Linked DNA regions of Mus musculus: region 2 is linked to region 1. Evidence: chromatin contacts called from public Hi-C data. All regions are on one chromosome and are shown on one strand. The core of a region is the stretch at or near the end of the contact, and the rest is flanking DNA. Distances in the headings are between cores, read along the strand shown. Region 1 overlaps Adamts6 (a disintegrin-like and metallopeptidase (reprolysin type) with thrombospondin type 1 motif, 6). Region 2 overlaps Cwc27 (CWC27 spliceosome-associated protein).

Region 1 (2,732 bases), core at 120-2,619:
AACTCAATTTTCCAGATCTAACATATCTTCCAAAAATGGAGTCATGATTCTTCCAATAAAGTTGTAACCCAAAGAATATTGCTCTCTCTTTGGTCTCCAAGCTGATTTGTGTCTCTGGGGGCAATATTTTCTCAGCAGTGATTGAAATCTGTATCTTCATTGAGAAGGTTACCGTTCATCCTCTTGCTTCCTTCCTAAAGTCAGGCATGAGGGACACTAATCCCTAATTACCAGTGACAGCAGCAGCACTTCTGTCTCCTCCACTTACCGTTCTCCACTCTGCAGAAGATGGTGCACTGCCGTCTGATTTCCTTTCTCAGTGCAAGCTTAAATGTGACGTCTTCATGCCCCTCCTTACATCTTTCAACTTTTGCACTGTTTAAAATGCAGGAGTCTGAATTGCCTTAAGTAGTTTCTCAGGATACTTCAGTATAATCCGGTGGAGGAATGTGAAAATTTAATTACTGTGTTCCCAAATAATTTTAAACCCCCAAATAAAATAACTATAATACTGGAGAGGAGTCACCTTTGCAGTAATGTGTTGTACTGATGGAAGAGGAAGGTGTGGCTTCTGTCAAAATGCTCAGTCCCCGTGGGAGGTGAGGGAAAGACTCGTTCACCTTCTGGTTGCAAGAGCTGCATACTGCAGCTGTGGGCACTCTAACACTGGTGAGAAAATACAAACAGGAGCAAAGAAGGCCATAGCTCACTTCCAAATTAAAAAAAAAAAAAAAGACGTTTCTACGTTTCCAAAGCCCACAGGCTGCTGTCCTCGGAGGCCAGCCCCTCACAGCTCTCCTTCTGGTAGTGGAGCTGCTGGGTCCAGACCACTGTCTGCCATCCTTTGCATGCAGTATTACTGAGAGACGTGTGGACTTCAGTATCAAACAATGTAACTCATGTTTGATTCTGGATAACCTTACACATTGAATAAAATAACCCTTGAGAAAGAAGCAATAAAAGCACTGTAAGAAAAATGACTCATGTGTCCAAGATGTCTAAAATGATCACTCATCCCAACAAATGGCAATTCTTTCAAGACACAGTGGGCATGCACCACACTTATAAAAGTCTGGGAGAAAAGCCTTGCATTTTTTAAAAATTGTGTTAAAATATACCAAAAGAATGTTTCTGGTAGGCTGTTCCAGACAGTGTGCTTAAAAACAAAAACAAAATCTTTTTTTAAAAAAGTCACAGGAACATACACGTGAAGGTAGATCAGCCAGTGGCATCCCTGTTAGCTGGGCAGGCTTATCAGCTTGTTTATGTGACTCTAATTGTTTCCCACTTTCTGCCTCCATTTGCTAGAGTGCAAAGATGTGAACAAAGTGGCTTATTGCCCACTGGTGCTGAAGTTCAAGTTCTGCAGTCGAGCATACTTCAGACAGATGTGTTGTAAGACCTGCCAAGGACACTGACCCGCAGAAAGCCAGAGAGTCCTGTCATTTCATCGTGGAAATGCGTCCATCAAAGAGAACCACCCAGAGGAAGTGGATGGATGTCCTTACAAAAGCATTACCCTGTGGAAAATGTAACCACTGGTCAGCCCCAGCTGACAGGATTTCAATATTATTTTAACTTCTGTGAAGTGGGATTTATTGATCCAAAGTGCTGGACACGGTATCAGGAGGGACTGCCAGATCTGAGAGATCCAAACAACACAGGAAACTTGCTTACTGTGGAGCGTTTGTGTTCTTTCGAGTAAATCTAACAGCCTGTTTACCTCCCTGGACCATTAAGATAATTTTTATTATGGACTTAGCAATGACACTGAATCCATTTGTATTTAAGACTGTTTAAAATGTAGTTATTATGACTTGGTTAACTATGAAAGTAGAAGAGATTCAGAATTCTTAAGTCATAGCTTAAAAATATTTACTACTCTTTATCACACCACAATAGCACCACGATTTAAATTATAAAATGGGCTTTAAACTGTAATTTAAGAAACAATTATAAATCAAAAGTAATGAAAGTGTGTATTATTTTTCTTTGTCCCACTCAGTTTCCTTAGGAATAACCCCTGTTCTGAGCACTGCTGTGAGCCATGTATAAACTCTATTAAACAGTGAGGGACTTGGTTTGAAGCTGCGCAGCAATTGCTGCAGCTGTGCAAGTCTATAAACTCAGTGCTAAGAGTCTGTGGCCAACTTGCCATTGTGCAAGGGAGGCTGAGATTTCCATTAAAACTTTAAGAGAAAAACATTTCAATTTCATGCAGAAGCCAGACCTAAGGCATGGCAGAGACTGAAGCACCAGGCCCTTGCAGCCGTCAGTGGGATGCCTTATTTGAGTCACCGAGACTCCTTCGTGTTTACATCCCCACCAGCCACAGATCAGCTTCTGCCCTGCTCGGCTGTTGCATGCATGGTGAGCTTATGGAGATGATGCCATGCGGAAAGATAAGCTGGCTTAGTAATAACCAGGCAGGCCCTTTACCATTTGCTGACAGTCCGATGGGTTCCAGATGTCCCTTCTTTGATATGGTAGAAGGGCATTTATTTATATGAGAGCAAGTGTATACGTGTGTGTATGTGTGTGTGTGTGCAGACATTCCTGAGTGGGGAAACAGGTGAGTTTGCTTGCATATAAATGTGCTGTTTCTGTGAGTTTTAAAGTAGGGAAGGATAACAACCAAAGAAGAAAAGCTCCATGAAGAAAGATCACAAACTATAAGTTTAGAAGTCACATAATTTTTATAGATATTCTAAATGGCAGTTAAATGTGAAACC
Region 2 (2,732 bases), core at 163-2,662, 150 kb after region 1:
TACACCCGCAGCCGAGCAGTCCCCTCTCACAGGCAACTTGTGAGACGGTAGAGGAACCTGTACGCTGTTGACTAGATGGAAGAGGTAACAGGCTTTTATTTGCAGAGACGGATTGTTAACCTCAGGAATCAGTCAAAAGTGAAGTCTGTACTAGGTCTAGTAAGAAGTTACAATGGGTACTGCTTATTCTGTGCTAGGTCTAGTAAGAAGTTACAATGGGTACTGATTATTCTGTACTAGGTCTAGTAAGAAGTTACAATGGGTACTGATTATTCTGTACTAGGTCTAGTAAGAAGTTACAATGGGTACTGATTATTCTGTACTAGGTCTAGTAAGAAGTTACAATGGGTACTGCTTATTCTGTGCTAGGTCTAGTAAGAAGTTACAATAGGTACTGATTATTCTGTACTAGGTCTAGTAAGAAGTTACAATGGGTACTGCTTATTCTGTACTAGGTCTAGTAAGAAGTTACAATGGGTACTGCTTATTCTGTGCTAGGTCTGGTAAGAAGTTACAATGGGTACTGCTTATTCTGCTGTGCAAGACATTACAATGTAGCTATAAAGGGAGGATCATGTGGGCACCCCAGACTGGCTTTTAACGTCTTTCACCACTCCCCCCAATCCGTGTGCTACCCTTCCCCCCCATCTCCCACCCCACCAACAAGGGTACATCTTTGGGAGAAAAGTGCTTAAAAACAGAATCAACTTCTACTATGAATCCTGTTACTGTCTTAAATACGTATTTTCCAGTCCCAGCTCCTATTTGTTCTACTTAGATGAGGACCTAGCTATGGCCATATTTAGCTGAAGGCACCTGAGGGGCAGAAGCAGGGCCGAGGACCACTCTTATGAGCATGGGTGTCTGATTATGTCAGGGGTCAAATTACTAAGGTTTACATTGTGGTCCATGGATCCCTCTCTGTCTCTCTTTCTCTATCTTTCTTTCCTCTTTCTGTCTTATGTCTATATTTATTTATTTATCCCTGCTTCCCCCCACACCCTGCTGCAAACACACAGCCAATCTAGCTGTAAAAGCCCTTCTGGTTTAAAGCCCTTGGTCTACTGTATACAAAAGGACCCCCAATTTCTCATATCCCTTCTTTAGTCTGGCTCTTGTTTGCCACACCATGCTCTGCACGATCCCCATCTTTCATTTCAGATATGCCAGACTCTCTGTAGCTTCCTGGAGAATCTCCACTCCCTGCAACCTCCTTGCTGCTTCTGTATTTCCAAGACTTCACTCTCTCTGCCTCCCATTAGCTGTGCCACCACCCTGGCTCCTGCTGGGCCTGGCCCGCTTTCTCCAGCAGCGAGGAGATCCTCTCCTGGTGCCCCTGAGTCTTGTCCATAGCTCCAGCCATTTTCAGGGTGGTGCAACCCTGCCTCTCTGGGTCACAGTGCTCTGAAGAACAGAGGCTCTGTTTCACTGGCCTCTGTACCTCATCATGCAGCAATGCTTGGCCAGAAAAATGCTGCTGATAAGTGCCTGCGAACACGTCCAATTTTCTGGGATTCCCATCACCTCGGGAAAAACCACTTTGGCTAGGATACTGATTTTCTTGATAGTTTTAATTCAATACCAAATTATTTAGCAATTAACCACTGTATAAACTTCATTTTCAGGCAAGCAGTTCACCCTTTCAACTTTCTAACAAAGAAAAGGGCTAGTTAGTACTAAAAAGGTGAGGCAAGGTATTTGTACAGATAGTACACTGTGTTATAGTAATCCAGTGCTGACCTGTCTCACATGGGCCAGTTAAACTGCTTAAAGATTAACATCTGCTCCTGTTTGCTTAGCTTGGAAGTGTGGGAAAATGCATTTAGTGTCCTCAGCCAGCCTTCTTCTTGGTTTGAATGACCTTGTTACTCTTTGAGAACATACACATAATTTGTTACAACATAACTTGTTTGCATGTTGTGAGGACTTCCCATTTCCCTATTAGAATTCTTAAGAAACCCAACTAAATAGCTCCTGGTTATTATTTAAGTTCGTCATTCTTTGGACTCCAGAACACAAACCTAAATGATTTGGGTAATGGTTTGAAAGGCAGAAACAGCCTTTGTTTGTAAATACAAATTTCAGCACGACGAAACAGTTTCCAAGTGTTGCTTCCATCTGAGTCTTTGAAGGAGCACACTGTTCTGCAGGCTGCACCTCACTTTTGTCCGTGTTACTTTTCTACAAGGTTCTGTCCCCTCCTTTCCTGGTCCTATCAAAGTCCAGTTTAATTACCACTTCTTCCTAAAATCTTTTCCCATTGCCTTGGCCCTCAAAATCTGCTCTGACTTCAACACTTTCTCCAGAAACCTTTGTGAATGAGGTCAGACCTGAGCTTGGGCCACTCACTGTGGCTGTGGGGAAGTCACCCTGCTTCTCCTGCCTGCTTTCTTACCTGGGAAGAAGATGGTAGGGCCCAGCCTAGACACTTCACAGTGCTCACAAGTAAGGCTTGCACACCATGCCATCTGAAGGCTTCTGTAAATGGCAAAGGGGCCCGGATCTAACTTTAACCCATGTGATTCATGAATGCTTTTCTCAGGTTAGCCTATATCCCAATGCCATGGATATGGTGGTATACAAACAGAAATGTAATTTTCCACACTTTGAAGACAGAAGCCAACACTCACCTGACTAGGGCTCTCTCCTTGGGCTCTAAGATGTCCTTACACAGTGTGGGTGAATGGAGGGGAAGACTAGTCTGGCTTGCTTCTTATAGGAACACTAATCTC

What was found. A called contact is a pair of places that touch in the nucleus more often than the background predicts.
Region 2: a Hi-C map of liver shows a contact between it and region 1, with 2.5 times the contacts expected there. The contact joins two enhancer-like sites. A contact is called at or near these places in 4 of 484 Hi-C or Micro-C datasets (liver and nephron progenitors) and 2 of 115 datasets of contacts at active chromatin or transcription factors (cardiomyocytes and kidney).

Annotation. Positions count from the first base shown.
Region 1 is chr13:104,492,287-104,495,018 of GRCm38.p6, forward strand. Adamts6 (a disintegrin-like and metallopeptidase (reprolysin type) with thrombospondin type 1 motif, 6) reads left to right here. Exons shown (of 25, transcript NM_001081020.2): 25 at 1,309-2,732. The coding sequence ends at 1,418. Among named protein-coding and RNA genes, the nearest start is that of Adamts6, 210 kb to the left of the region's middle. Within about 2 kb of position 1,370, at least 16 of the 459 cell types and tissues checked have an H3K27ac peak or open chromatin away from gene starts, as enhancers often do. A contact at or near this core is called in liver, where this site is marked.
Region 2 is chr13:104,639,504-104,642,235 of GRCm38.p6, forward strand. All of the region lies in intron 13 of Cwc27 (CWC27 spliceosome-associated protein), which reads right to left. Among named protein-coding and RNA genes, the nearest start is that of Cwc27, 180 kb to the right of the region's middle. Within about 2 kb of position 1,413, at least 29 of the 459 cell types and tissues checked have an H3K27ac peak or open chromatin away from gene starts, as enhancers often do. A contact at or near this core is called in liver, where this site is marked.